2 separate regions of the Mus musculus genome follow, and region 2 is linked to region 1. A link is a contact called in public ChIA-PET data. All regions are on one chromosome and are shown on one strand. The core of a region is the stretch at or near the end of the contact, and the rest is flanking DNA. Distances in the headings are between cores, read along the strand shown.

What was found. ChIA-PET counts read pairs in DNA pulled down with a chosen protein or histone mark.
Region 2: an RNA polymerase II ChIA-PET map of memory CD8 T cells shows a contact between it and region 1, with 541 read pairs. The contact joins the promoter of Cytip here to the enhancer-like site in region 1. A contact is called at or near these places in 2 of 39 promoter capture datasets (the HPC-7 cell line and macrophages), 1 of 15 datasets of contacts at CTCF or cohesin (CD8 T cells), 1 of 484 Hi-C or Micro-C datasets (nephron progenitors), 2 of 115 datasets of contacts at active chromatin or transcription factors (CD8 T cells and memory CD8 T cells) and 1 of 9 other capture datasets (adipose tissue).

Annotation. Positions count from the first base shown.
Region 1 is chr2:58,103,048-58,109,713 of GRCm38.p6, reverse strand. It overlaps the pseudogene Gm13534. Among named protein-coding and RNA genes, the nearest start is that of Ermn, 54 kb to the right of the region's middle. Within about 2 kb of position 2,438, at least 26 of the 459 cell types and tissues checked have an H3K27ac peak or open chromatin away from gene starts, as enhancers often do. A contact at or near this core is called in CD8 T cells and memory CD8 T cells, where this site is marked.
Region 2 is chr2:58,158,324-58,165,038 of GRCm38.p6, reverse strand. It overlaps Cytip (cytohesin 1 interacting protein), which reads left to right and starts at 4,917. Exons shown (of 8, transcript NM_139200.4): 1 at 4,917-5,157. The coding sequence starts at 4,984. Gm13546 (predicted gene 13546) reads right to left here and starts at 1,065. Exons shown (of 2, transcript NR_045896.1): 1 at 1,019-1,065.

The sequences.
Region 1 (6,666 bases), core at 1,189-3,688:
ACTATCTTTGATGTTTTTGCCCTGATCAAAAATTGACCCATGTGAAACAGGAATACTGGGTAAAGAACAGGAACCACAAGTAAAGGACCCACATGGCACCTGTGCAGGACAGAGATGGCACTGGTGAGAAACCACCTCACATGAAGAGCTCAGCAGGGGCCTGCACAGCAGAAGGGCCAGTCACTGCTCAGTAACAGAAACTACATCAGCAGAAAGCTATGCTGTGCCTGACCAGAGAAAGATGAGGGTCCATGCAACCCAAGCCTGGCTGCTGATCGGCATGAATGGGCTGGTCAGAAGCTTTAGCTCTTAACGTTAGCTAAGCACGATGCGGTCCTCAGGCCAAGAACACGATTCTCTTAAACCCAAAGTCCTCTCTCAAGCCAGAACACCCTCTGCTTTGACAGCAGGCAGCACACAATGCAGTCCTAGGAGACATTTCACTGTTCAATCTCTTACAGTAAAAGCTTACAATTTGCTAGGGGGAGAAAGCAGCCAACCAACCTTTGGCTGTGATGTTCTGGAGTTCCTGACCTCTGGGGACCCCCCTTCCCCCCAGTAGGTGATTCGATGCATTGCCCTGTGTGATCCCAGCACACAAGGACCCCAGTCTCAGGCTGTGAAAGGGAGATGCAGAGGACCTGGCCGTTAGTGGCGGGAGCCACAGCTTACTCTCACACTTACACGGGGTCTCTCAGACACCAGGGGAATGTAGCCTACTGCTTTTCATAAGCTCTCTAGTTACATGAATTGTCATTTAAAAGTTCTTTTCAAGTGGCTGAAAGGGAAAAGGAAAACATCAAGCTTGATGAACTTGGCAGTAGGCGCCTTGCTTTTGAACTTGAATGGCCATATTTGAGTTCCGACCTCTGTTTGAACTAGCACAAGGCAATCTATTACGCTCGCCTCCATGCAGCGGACAGCGGAAGCCATGCAGAAGTGCAGATAATGAACTGCAAGCTCCTTACACACCTTATTCTATGCCACCAGGACAATTCAGCGGCACACCCCAGGAAGAGTTTCTTAAGGTTCTTGAGTTATATCAGGAGACTGCAGATAAACTGGTGACCACGTGGCTCTATGGATAAAATCGAGTTGTCCTGAAACAGAAGTTTTCATTTCCTGAAGACTTTGTTTTTAATCAAGGAGTCTTCGTGGTCCTTTCAAGGTGCTCTCCTCGGTACCCTTCCAGGTGGTTCAGGTCCTCTTTAAATGGGTCATAACCTTGCTCTTTTAGACAGCGGAGAGCCCAGAAAAGCTGGTCTAAGGGAGGGAATTCTTCCCATGGAACCCACTCCCAACTTTCATTCTTTTCAGGCTCCATATTCCTCGGCTCCGAATCATGAGTCATATCCACCTCTCCTTTCATTAATATGGTAACATAATGGTAATTCTCCTTCTCAACAAAAGAATTTACCACAGAGGCAAAGCGCACATTTTTCAGGTGAAGCCCAGCTTCTTCCCAGGTTTCTCTCTGAGCACATTCTTCCCAGGTCTCACCGAATTCCAAATGGCCCCCAGGAAGCTGGAAACTGCCGGCTCCAAACGATCCTTTCCTTTTCCCCAGAAGGACGCAGCGAGGATGCTCGCAGCTCAGCACCACCACGCCGACCCCAACTCCTGGCCGCCGCCTCGGCTCTGCGTTAGCGGCCATAGCATTTGGCTGACCCCGGAGGAGTTAGTTATCTTACAGCTCAGTCTGATAGCTGAGTCACTGCCTAGAACAACTGATAAATCAGTTTACCAATAATATGCCAGCATCCCCAAATTCATTAGTACAATATCTGCCGCATGAAAGCATCTTTAGTGTTCATCAACAGATGAGTTGATTTTTTAAAATCTGGTACTTACGCATGACAGAATATGATTCAGTGCTGAAATGCCCTACTTAGGCCTGGAGTTGTATGGGATCACTGCTTATGGTAAACTTCTCAGGTAAGCAGTGTAAAGAACTCTCCTTGCTTTGCGACACTAACGTGACACTAATCAACACATGATAACCAACTCTCAGGACACCGATGTACAGAGGACAATGAAGAGATGATTGCTCTTTCTTCATGTGCAGGATGACATTTTGTAATTATTTTTTCTTAAATTGTCCAGAAGTTACTTAAATGGGTTGTTGCCTCCCAACTGTATCCCTATTTTAGAGAGAGAAAATGAGGAAGAAAAGAGTTTACCAGAAAATACAGTCTCTTTTTATAAAGAGAGTGCTTTACCATACCAACTGTCATTTGTGTCATGAAAAGAAAAATGAGATTGAAGAAAATACTGATGTTCCTTTTAAGTAAAAAGTATGAAGAACACGGACGATGGCTGTGGCTGAGAGTCTAGTCTCAGTGAGCTGAATTTGAAGAGCTGACTGTCGTTTCCTTCCCACAGCATGCTGCCCGCTTAATCTGCTTATAAACTAGACAGATCCATTGGTTAAGACAGGATGTGGGTATAGAGTCATACATGAAACTGGCTGGCCCAGAGACGAGCTCAGCTGTCCAAGCTTCACCTTTAAGGAAACCCCAGTGTCTCAAATACAGATTTCCGAGCACCAAGCTCCAGAGATGCTGCCCAATAGGCCTCAGTGACAGAGGACCACACCCTCCAAAAGATTTTCCAGAAGACTTAAGATGGAAGGTCAATGTTACAGAGCCCCAGACCTTATCAGGTCTCCAGAGTTTAGTACAGCTTACTCATCATACAGGTATTAGGTACCGTTCAGGCTATAAAACTCAGCATGTAGGCAGCATTGCCTGCCAAAACTAAAACAAAGGCCTAATTCATTCAAGTCCAAATAGTACTGTGCAAGTCTCAAAGTGTTCTAACCTTGTGTTTTGGTTTCCCTAGTTCAACTTTTGGCTAACCGTTCTTGTTAACTCAACTATGCCAACCCAGAACATGGGTTTTGTGCTTAAAAGCTCACCCTGAGAAAGGCTTAGGGCTACCCTGGGATGCCAAACACCCAGTGTGTGATCACCTGGATCTATTGGCCTAAACCCCTGGCCAAACAGTCTTCTTGTCCCACAGTGTTCAAGGAACTATAGTTTGTAACTGGCTGCACACACACACAAAAATGTTAATTTCTTTATGTGCCCCGACATGGATTAAGGGTGAGAGCTGTTGCAGAAAATATTAAAAAACCAATCCATGCTATTCCAGCAAGGCACAGGCAGGCTGGCCAGCCAGGCACTGGAAGGCATGGCCTGCCTATTCTCATCTTGTAGAGACCTGACTCAGAGCTCTGAAATCTTTCTACCCAACTTGCTAAATTCCCACTGACGGGTCACTACCACGCCATCCTCATGCTTCAAAATTCCCATGGCCTTTTGGGGTGTACTTCTGGCAAACCCATGCTTTGTCACATTCTATACCTTTCAATCTGGAACCCAGTAGAGCCACCGTGTGAAGGAAATCACCACACAAATTTAGTTCAGAATCAATGGTAACTCACTTACTGGGCGCACCAACTAGAATCCTAGTCTTATAAGCCATATTAAATCTAAATCCTCCAGTGGAGAATCCTGGCAGATTCACTATCTAAATCAGGGATCACTAGTATCTACATCTTGTCTGCTTGCTGTGCCCATCCAAAAAGCCCCTATCGCTATCCTGCCTCTTCATTTCCTCTTTCCAACCCAGAAGTCCTGCCTACTCACCAGTGATTGGTTTCTTTATTCATTAGAGGAAGGTTCACAAGAAGTCACCTGAGTAAGTGACTCATTCCTTGATCCCGACAACTTCTCCTGGGAAAGAAGAATTAACATCAAAATGCAAACAGCACCAAGGCCATCCACAATAAGAGCTAACACTACTGAGGGAGTAGAAGAAAATGTCAACAACACTAAACATTCCCTTGGGGGGAGGGGGGAAACTTGACTCCTGATCATTGTTGTAGAGTTCTCATGGTGGTTTTGTGGCTTCATTTACAATCTCAGTGTGTGACAGGAACCCTCTGATGGTGGCTGATCAAGACACTGATCTATGGGTACAGCTAAATATCAGTCACTATACATTTCTTAAGCACAGTAATATTATTTGATTTTCCTCTAGTTCCATTGCCTATATGGTCCCAGGTTCTTGGAAACCCAAGCAGTGTTTGGCAGTGGTTGCATTGTATTGAGTGGGCCTTAAATGCAATCAGGTAGTGGTTGGTTATATCCCCAACTTTTGTACCACTATTGCACCTGTGTGTCATATAGTCAGGTCTCAATTGTAATTGAAGTGTTTATAGCTGGGCTGGTATTTACCTTCCAGTAGTGTGAACACTATTCAGTAGGGGTGAAGGCTCTAGGCACCAGCTTGACTTCTCCATTGTCAATGGTATATGTAGGTGATGTCTTCAGCAACAGGAGCTGAAGTTTATCAGTTTGTGGTGAGAAAGAGATAGATTTGGGAATAGCTTGAGTTGTGTGGGGTTTCCATGGAGCTCCTTTGGTTAACAACGCAATATGATGTAATCAGTATTAAAGAACTTAAAGCTGGCTGTGGTGGTGCACACCTTTAATCTTGGCACTCAGGAGGTAGAGACAGGCAAATCCCCGAGTTTGAGACCAGTCTGATGCACAGAGCAAGTTCCAGGACAGCTAAGGCTACAGAGAAACCCTGTCTCAAAAACAAAACAAAATAAGCAAACAAAACAACAAACAAACAAACAAACAACAGAAAAAGAAGCTTCCACTGCACTAAGTTTCTATATGGCCCCTCAGTTGGTCCTCATTTGCTCTCTCCCTATATTTCCTTGTTTACTTTCCTCTTCCCTCCCCTTCTCCTTTTAATCCTATGTTCCCATCTGCCTTCCCCACCTCTCCATAACTATATATCATATTTTCTCTTACATGGGAAATGCCTTTCTCCCCCTGAGTTCCTTGCTCTATACCTAACCTCTGTGGTTATAGGGATTGTAGCAAATACGTGCCATATTTGTCTCTCTTGGGGTCTGGATTATTTCACTCTGGTGTCTTTTTCTAACTCCACCCATTTACCTGAAAATTTTATTTCACTTTGTAAAACACCTAAATAATAATTGTGTTGTGTAAATGGACCACATTTCATTATCCATTCACCTGTTGATAGGTATCTAGGCTGTTTTCAATTTCTTGGTATTGTGAATTGAGCAGCAATGATCATGGTTGAGCAAGTGTCCTTGTAATAGGATAGAGTGTCCTTTGGATATGTGCCAAAGAGTGGTGCAGCTGGGTCTTAAGGTGAATTGATTCCCATATATCTGAGAAACCACTACACTGATTTCCATAGTGGCTGTTCAAGTTTGCACTCCCACCAGCAATGGATACATGTTGTCCACACCCTATATTCTCACCAGTGTGATGTGTCATCTGTTTTATTGAATTTGGCCACTTTGACTTGTACAAGATGAAACCTCAAAGTGGCTTGATTTGCATTTTTCTGATAACTAAGGGTGTTTAACAATTATAAGTGTTTCTCAGCCATTTATGTCTTATCTTTTGAGAACTGTCTGTTTAAATCTGTACTCAATTTTAATTAGGTTATTTGTTTTCTTGATGTCCAGTTTTTTAGTTCAGGACAAAGGGTGGAAGATGGTATTCTAAGCAACAAGACCTAAGATTCCAGTTGGTGTATCCATTTTTATATGTGACAAAATAGACTTCATAAAAAAAAAAAACTAATCAGAAGGAAGGAAGGAGATTATATAGACATCAGTGAAAAAATACACTGAAGCTATTAAAATTCTAAACATTTATGCAGCAAGCACAACAGAACCCAAATTCATAAAAGAAACACTGCTACAACTAATACCACATATTGCCCCTTTCTGCCTTGCTTTATGCCTCTACATAAGACTTCAAGCACTGCAATTACTAAGAGTCAGAAACTAAACTCCCTTGTCTATTAGATTTTTTAGAGAACATACTTTCAGGCTTTCTTGCATTCACTGTGGATTTTTAATCTACCATGTTAAGGTATGTTCATGCTATATGTTGTCAAGAAGGGATGCTGAAGTTTGTGAAAGGCCTCTTCTGAATCATTTTAAGTGATTGTATAATTTCTGTCCTTACATCTGTTTATGTAATAAGTCATATTAATTGATTTGTATATTTTAAACTATCCTTGTATCCCTTGAATGAAACAAAATAGGCCTTGACATAGGATCTTTTTAGTGTATTATTAAATTTGAATTTGGTTTGCATGTACTTTGTTAAGCAATTTTTGTATTTGTTTATCAGGATTACTTGCTGATACACTTTTTGTTGTGGGTCCTTATATGGTTTTGGTGTTGGGTAATACTGGGTTTATAGAATGAGTTAGGTAGTGTCATTTCTCTTTGGTTTTATCGATCAGCTTTAAAAGCACTTTGCTTTCTTCTTTAAACGTCCAGTGGAATTCAGCAGTGAATCCAGACTCATAGACTTTCTTTTTTTCAGTCCTATTTCTTGTTACAGATCTCTTTAAGTGGTTTGTATCACCTTCATTTTCATTTTGGTGGCTCTGATTATCTAGCCTCTTATCCATTTCTGCTAGGTTCTCTAGGGTTTTAGAATATAAACTTTGAATATATTAATAAATATCCCTTTGTATTTTGCTGGAATCTATTCTTATACTTCTTCTAATTTCCAAATTTGTTAACTTGGGTGTTTTCTCTCTCTCCCTCCCTCTCTTAAACAGTTTGTCTAAGGCTTTTTTGACCTTGTTTTA
Region 2 (6,715 bases), core at 3,668-6,167, 53 kb before region 1:
AGGGCTAAAGTTTTTCCTCTTTGTTGCTTTAATAGGTATTAATAACTCTGGTCATATGCTTGGTGCTTCATAGTGTAGTTTCAAGGAGCTTTAATGAGCCACCTCTGTTATTTCTCTTCCTTGAACTGTCTACTCTCTAGAGAAAGCCTTTCTCTATAATTTTAGGTTACCTTTTTCTGAAGATGAACACTCTCTTTTGGAGAATGGTATCTAATTCCCATTGATTCAGGGAAAATGGAAACGCCCAAACCAGTCACTAGAACCAGCTGATAATGGCATTCAAGATTTGGCTCAGTGAGTAAGAGTGGTGGCCACCTTTCTAGACTACTGGAATTCAGATTTCAGCACCCATGATTGGCCATTCAAAACCTTCAGTTCCAGGAGATTTGACACCTTTTTCTGGAACCTGCATAAAAGCAAGTGTACACATGGACTCCAGTGTATACCCCACACCCCTATATATCACATCTTAATACAAATTTAAAAGAAATACTAAAAGCAACTAGATAATCTTTATACTTAAAAAAGAAAATAAGTAATTTTCTGAAATGAAATTTACCTTCTGCAGATTCAAATACACAACAGTCCACTTTCACCTATGTAGCTCTGACTCATTACTTATGTCCAGGGAGTCAAAGAAAAAATTTTGGTGCAAATAAAGACCAAGGCCAAAACTTTAAAAGAAAAATGTGTAAGTGAACCAACAAAATGAAACTAAATGCTATAGTAGTTTATAAATCCAAACAAACCTTGAACAAATAATGTCACCAAGCCAGAATGAAAACCAAATCAATTGTTGCAGAAATCTCTTCCATGTCCATGTGAACGACTAGATTTTCTAAAATTTATTTTATTTTATTTTGAGCTAAGAGGCATGGCTCCCAGAAGGAACAAGCCTGAATCAAAAGTGGGGGTCAAAGCATGTCCAAACCTCAGAAATCTCACTGTGAGATTGGCAGGAGTAGGATCTTGTCCTCTCCCCACCACCCACCCCTAACCCCCCAACCCTACTCCATACCTGCATGTCTTGGTGCATGTAGCCCTGTGCAGGGGTGGGGGTGAGCCCTTTGCCTCACAAGAGGAAGTCACTTAGCTGGGTAAACTTCTTTTACCCTTATAAGGTCATATCCAGCAGCACCTGGAATTCCTCCTCATGCAAGTGAGGCATTCCCAGCCCCCAACCCCAGCCAATGATGGCCACTCATGCTGAGAGCCCCTATTCACCCCCAAAGGCTTAAGTAGCTCCTCTCTAACAAACTGAAACAGTTCTTCAAAGCTGTTGGTTCCCTGCACACTCACCACTGAAGACCAAGATCCTGCCTGCACCCACCTGCCTGGCCATGCTTCCTTCCCTCCAGTCCAGCCTGCTGTGCAATGAGCCTGGTTGCCCAGAGGGGGAAGCAGACATGGGGTGACAAGGAGGAGTGCAGAAATGTTACAAGAACTGGCTCTAACAGTACTTTGTGAGTACATCTGTTTGAGTTAACTACAGGGACTGCACGTTTTCTAGCTTTACACTCTGGGAGGGTGATGAGAGACTCTGCTGCACATGTGGACACTGGGTAGTTGACAGGCAAGTTCATAGGGAACTTAGGTTGTTTCCTTTGAAGGGTTCCCTTCTGAGTTCTTACTACTTAAAACCAAACTCAGCAGTAATAGCTGATTTTGTATAGTATGTTAAACATAGACGCTTACGTCTGTTCCTTCTAAATGCCATGTTTATATACGTGGAGACTGAGCATACATGAATCCTATGTAGAGTGTGTGAATCAGCTCAGGCTGCTGGAAAATAGACAAAGCGTAACAAGTCCCATAGTATAGGACGCACCATTCACTGGTTGGCTGTACACACAAGACATTTGTATTTTCAGGATCCTGGAGGCTTCCAAGTCCAAGATCAAAGTGCAGAATGATTCATCTGGAATATCCTCCTACCTTCAGACGGCTGCTCCCTCGTGTCCTCACGTGGAAAGAGACATCTCTGATGTCTTTTAGAAGGATATACAGTCCCTTAGATCACGGCGCAGCCCTTTGACCTCATCTAACCTTGACTACCTCTTTATCCAATAGCAGTCTACACTGGAAGTTAGGGCATTAACATATTCACACTGTGAAACACATATTAATCTGTATTCTTAAAGCAGAGCCAGGATTAGAATCTCGAAGCCTCTGTCAGACCAGAGGAATCAATATTCTTGGTATTTTCATGGACGGTTAGGATGGTTAACAGGTTGGCCACAGTTTCTTGAAGAACTTATCATTCCCCCTGTTTTCTGGACTCAGCACATCCTGTTTACCTGCCTCTACTAAATCTTCCCATGCCCATTAGGGTTTACTTCATTCATACTAAAGATGGATTTCTATAAATAAACAAAATGCTTCATTCATATAAGAAGAATACTTGCCCCAAACAATGGAAAGTAAATTTTTGGAAAACGTGGCACAGGCTTTTAAAGAATTCTGTTCCCACACTCAGATTACCCTTGAAGGAGGAACAAGATAACCCCTCTGGAATACGATATGACTCTCTCTCTCTCTCTCTCTCTCTCTCTCTCTCTCTCTCTCCTATCCATCCTTCCCTTTTCTCTTTTTTCTTTCTTCCTTCCTTCCTTTCTCTCTCTCTCTCTCTCTCTCTCTCTCTCTCTCTCTCTCTCTTTCTTTCTTTCATTTTCTTCCTTTTCATTAGGTTGGATTTACTTCCATGATGGTTCAGGAAATTACAATTCAATTAGTTTTTAACATATAACTCCTTTCTTTTTAACTAACCTTTAGTTCTCACAGAGAGACATTTCTTTTCCAGTTTATACATTTAAGACAAAATGTAAACTTGAAGTTAAAAGTTGCCTCCTGGTCTCTCCTAACTGAGAGGATGTGGTACATTAATGTAGAAACTGTCGTGAGTGTATCTGACTATGACCCACATGTGGTATTTAGATCTTAAAGAGATGATCTGAAGAAGTCTGACGGGCCTCTTTAGAAAGTAGAATGCAGAAGGAACGTCAAATCTGTCCTTTCTGTCCTATGGACACTGAAGGACACCTCAGACCTGCATGGTAGACAGATTGAGCAGATTGTCTACTGTATCCCCTTCTCACAGTAATGAAGAGGCTGAGAGGGGATGGAAGGTAAATCCTAGAGGGGGAAAAAAGCCCACAACTTCTAAAAACCTACACAGTCACACACTGCTGTAAGTCAACAATTTGGTGTCTGAAAGCTTCGTTGTCATTGAAGATGAGTCATTTTATCACAGATGACACTACTGATCGGGATATTATTCAAAGTGTGTAGTAAGTGGCACGATGCAGGCCTCAAGAATCAGAAGAGAGACCCGAACCATCATGGTTGGCCAGTTCGTAAATACATTCATGGGTGTGGCCTGACTGATGTGTATGGGCAGGGAGCAGATGTGCCTTTGTTTTTTTTTAATACTAGTGGAATATAAATGTAAATGTAGTTATTGAAAGAGTCAGCATGTTAGGTGCATTTTATGGCATATAGTGAAACATGCTTCCAGTCAATCATTAATGTCTGCAATCTACAGACTAATACCTCATAACACTGAATTTGTACAGTTACTGTTTTCATCTATAGAACTTGGCTTGATTCAATGTTTGCAAGTATTAACACATTTACCTGACTGTAAAATTCCTAGAGGAAAAAAAAAATTGTTAAGCTACCAAAGTTACCAGCACTTTCTTTTGAATTACACATATCTGCCCCCTAGAAGGATGTGTGCTTGTAATCTCCAACTTAGATTTTATATGTTTTAAGGGACATCGTCTTCTTTCTATTCTTATTCAGTTCCAACAGTAAGGAGTCATGCTGTGTTAGAGCGTTACCGTTCTCCGATCCGGCTTCCTCTTTTCATTAATTCTGACGACTTTATGACTCACACTTGGCCAGTTCTGCTTGGGTTGAACCCACTTCGAGTTCTAGTGCACGCATTCCATTCTAGCTCGGAGCTTTTCTAACTCTTGTAAACTCTAGTAGTGACCTTCCAAACGACTTTTACGTGCGTGTTTGACTTCTGTGCTATTTAAAACTTCTCCTTTTTATTTTTGCTTTGATTCTGCCTTTTACGTACTTTCCTGCTTCTGGGTGAAACCCGTTATCTTCAACTACTTGAAAAATACAAAATTTAAAAAATAAAAAAAGCAACTGTTTTCAAGTCCCTCCCCCCACCGTGATGGCACACTGCCACAGGAACCATCCTGTGTTATCTCAGCTTGACTACCCCCTTCTTTCCCACTGCTTTCTTCCCCCCTAAAGTTGTAGGTATGAGTAGCCCCAGATACGAACAATGTTCTGCACTAAATACGCTGCCTTTCCTTCCCCTCCCCGTTATGTTCTTATAAAGCTGATGGGTAATTGCGGTAAGAATAAAGCGGCATAAAGGCAATTAGGTGAATGTCAAACGGCTACAGCTCTAGGGACAGAATGCATTTTTGATGAACTTTAATGAGGTAGAGGGAGGAACACCACAAGGACTTTACCAGAGAACAACCTGGCCAGCACCTGTGACATTTACAGCCAAAAGAGTGAGTGAGGGCACAGTCTGTTAAGTGCACGGGGGTGCTAATATTAAATGAGCAAACGGGTAGGAAGCAAATGAGCGAACTTGAACAAAGTTGTTTTCTTTTCTTTTCTTTCTCTGGAAAATTCTGTTTTGAGTACCCGTAGCCATAGAGTATCAAACTCTATGTTCCGGCTGTTTGAGGGAGGAAAAGTACACTGATTTTTTTCTTTTTCTTTTTTTTTTTTTTTAATTGTAGAAAAGGAACGCAAGGTTCTCTCAGGAGCACTGGAGAGTAGGAGTGACCTCCTCTATAGGCTTTGTGCAACAGTGTCTCAAACCACAGCAGTCACATGGGTTCTGTTGGCTTTGCTACTTTTTCGACTGCGTGTCAGAGGGCTGTGCATTTCGCTTCCTCCCTCCTGCAAGGCCAGGGAACCATGTGTTGGCGGGATTAATCTTTGCCCACAATGTCTCTGCAAAGGTTTCTGCAGCGGCAGGGCAGCAATGGCAATTTGGAGTACTGTGCTGACTCTGCCTACGGCTCCTACTCCGTCCTCACGGGCCAGCTCACGATGGAAGACAACCGAAGGATTCAAGTGCTGGCAGACACTGTAGCTACTTTGCCCCGGGGACGAAAGCAGGTAAGGTTGCTGCGCTGTCTAGAGTGTTCACGTTTGCCTGACCTCTGCTGAAAGTGGTACCTGCTCCTGCGTGTCTCTGTTAACTTTGACTACCAGCCTTATTCCCCGCGCTTAGGAGTCATTTCGGTTCTTATTCAAAGGAGAGTTCTTTTCCCTGAGGAGAACCTCTGTCTACTACCCAATTAACTTAGGAGTTAATGACTGAGAGTACATGTGAGGGGGGAGGTGACATGTCTACCAGAGATAGTATCACAGTTGAAGGATAGAAAAACAGTCACTTTTTTTTTTTTTTAAAGTAAGACTCAAATATTTATCTTCATTTAAAGATGTGCTCAGGTAAAATGAAAGTTGTTGAGAACAATGAACATGAAGGTCGTTTACAGGTACACAACCCACACGATCAACACTCCTCCGTTTGTGTGTCTGTTCATTGTCTCCCTCTGGGCTTACCTCCAGGCCCCGTCAGTTCACAATCGAGAGAAGACTTCTCCTTGAACACTACCTCTGTCAGCCAAGTGAATTCTTCAGTCCTGGAGCAATGATAGAACCTTGGGCTATTGGGAAGTAGGACTATTTCGGGGAGGTGAATGGGCTGCTTGGTAGCTGTGGCATACAGAGCAAGTTGGTAGCTGCCCCCCTCACATTATGTCTTTCTGAAAAGGAAGCTATCAAACTAAACTCCATTCACTTGATTAGGTAACAGCAGAAACAACTTCCTTGAACCCTCTGCCCTTTAAGTAAGGAAATGTACAGGGCACTCAGCACTCAATAAAGGCTGTTCGAAAATTTTTATGAAATGTCTTTAGAGATGAAAACTCAACTGGAAAAGTATGTGTCTAGTGAATTTGTTCTGAATCTTTGGTCTTCCATTTGTAATACATAAGAATGAACTATATACCACTTTATGTATTTTGATCATATACTTTTCTATAAGGTCCAAGGTGTGTATTTGAATTTATATAAACAGTCATGCACAAGATGTTTAGAACTGACTTAAAACACAGCTTTGTGGCTTACTACATTGTGCATATTGTGTTCTCCTCTGAGCTCATCTAACTTCAGCATTACAAAGTTGAAGCGTAGGGGAGAGTCAGGACCTGATGTGGTGAGTGGATTCCTTGGCATTTTCCACAGTGATGAAGCTCATTTGCTAGTAGTTGATTGTCATTCTCAATCCAACGTGTTTTTATAATACAAAGTTTGGTGAACATCTGTATCGATTTATAAATGGGCAACACAGGAAACGCCAACGGGTTTACTCAGATTCTAAACAGAGAGCAGTCTGTTTCTCTTTCTATTTAATACAAAGCCATTACACCAAATTCTGATCATTTGCTATCCTACTATTTGTTCTCGGCATATATCACTTACCAGGAAAAATACTGTTAATAACTGCACCACGGAGGGAATCTTTCCAGATCTTGTTCTCAGCTCAGGCTTTACACGTTGCCAGTCCCTGCCAGGTAAATCAAACTATATGTCAGCCCTGAGGGCTGGAGAAGGGTTAGCATTAGGGGACAGTTTGAGCAGGTGTATATGTAATATGTCTCCATAAACT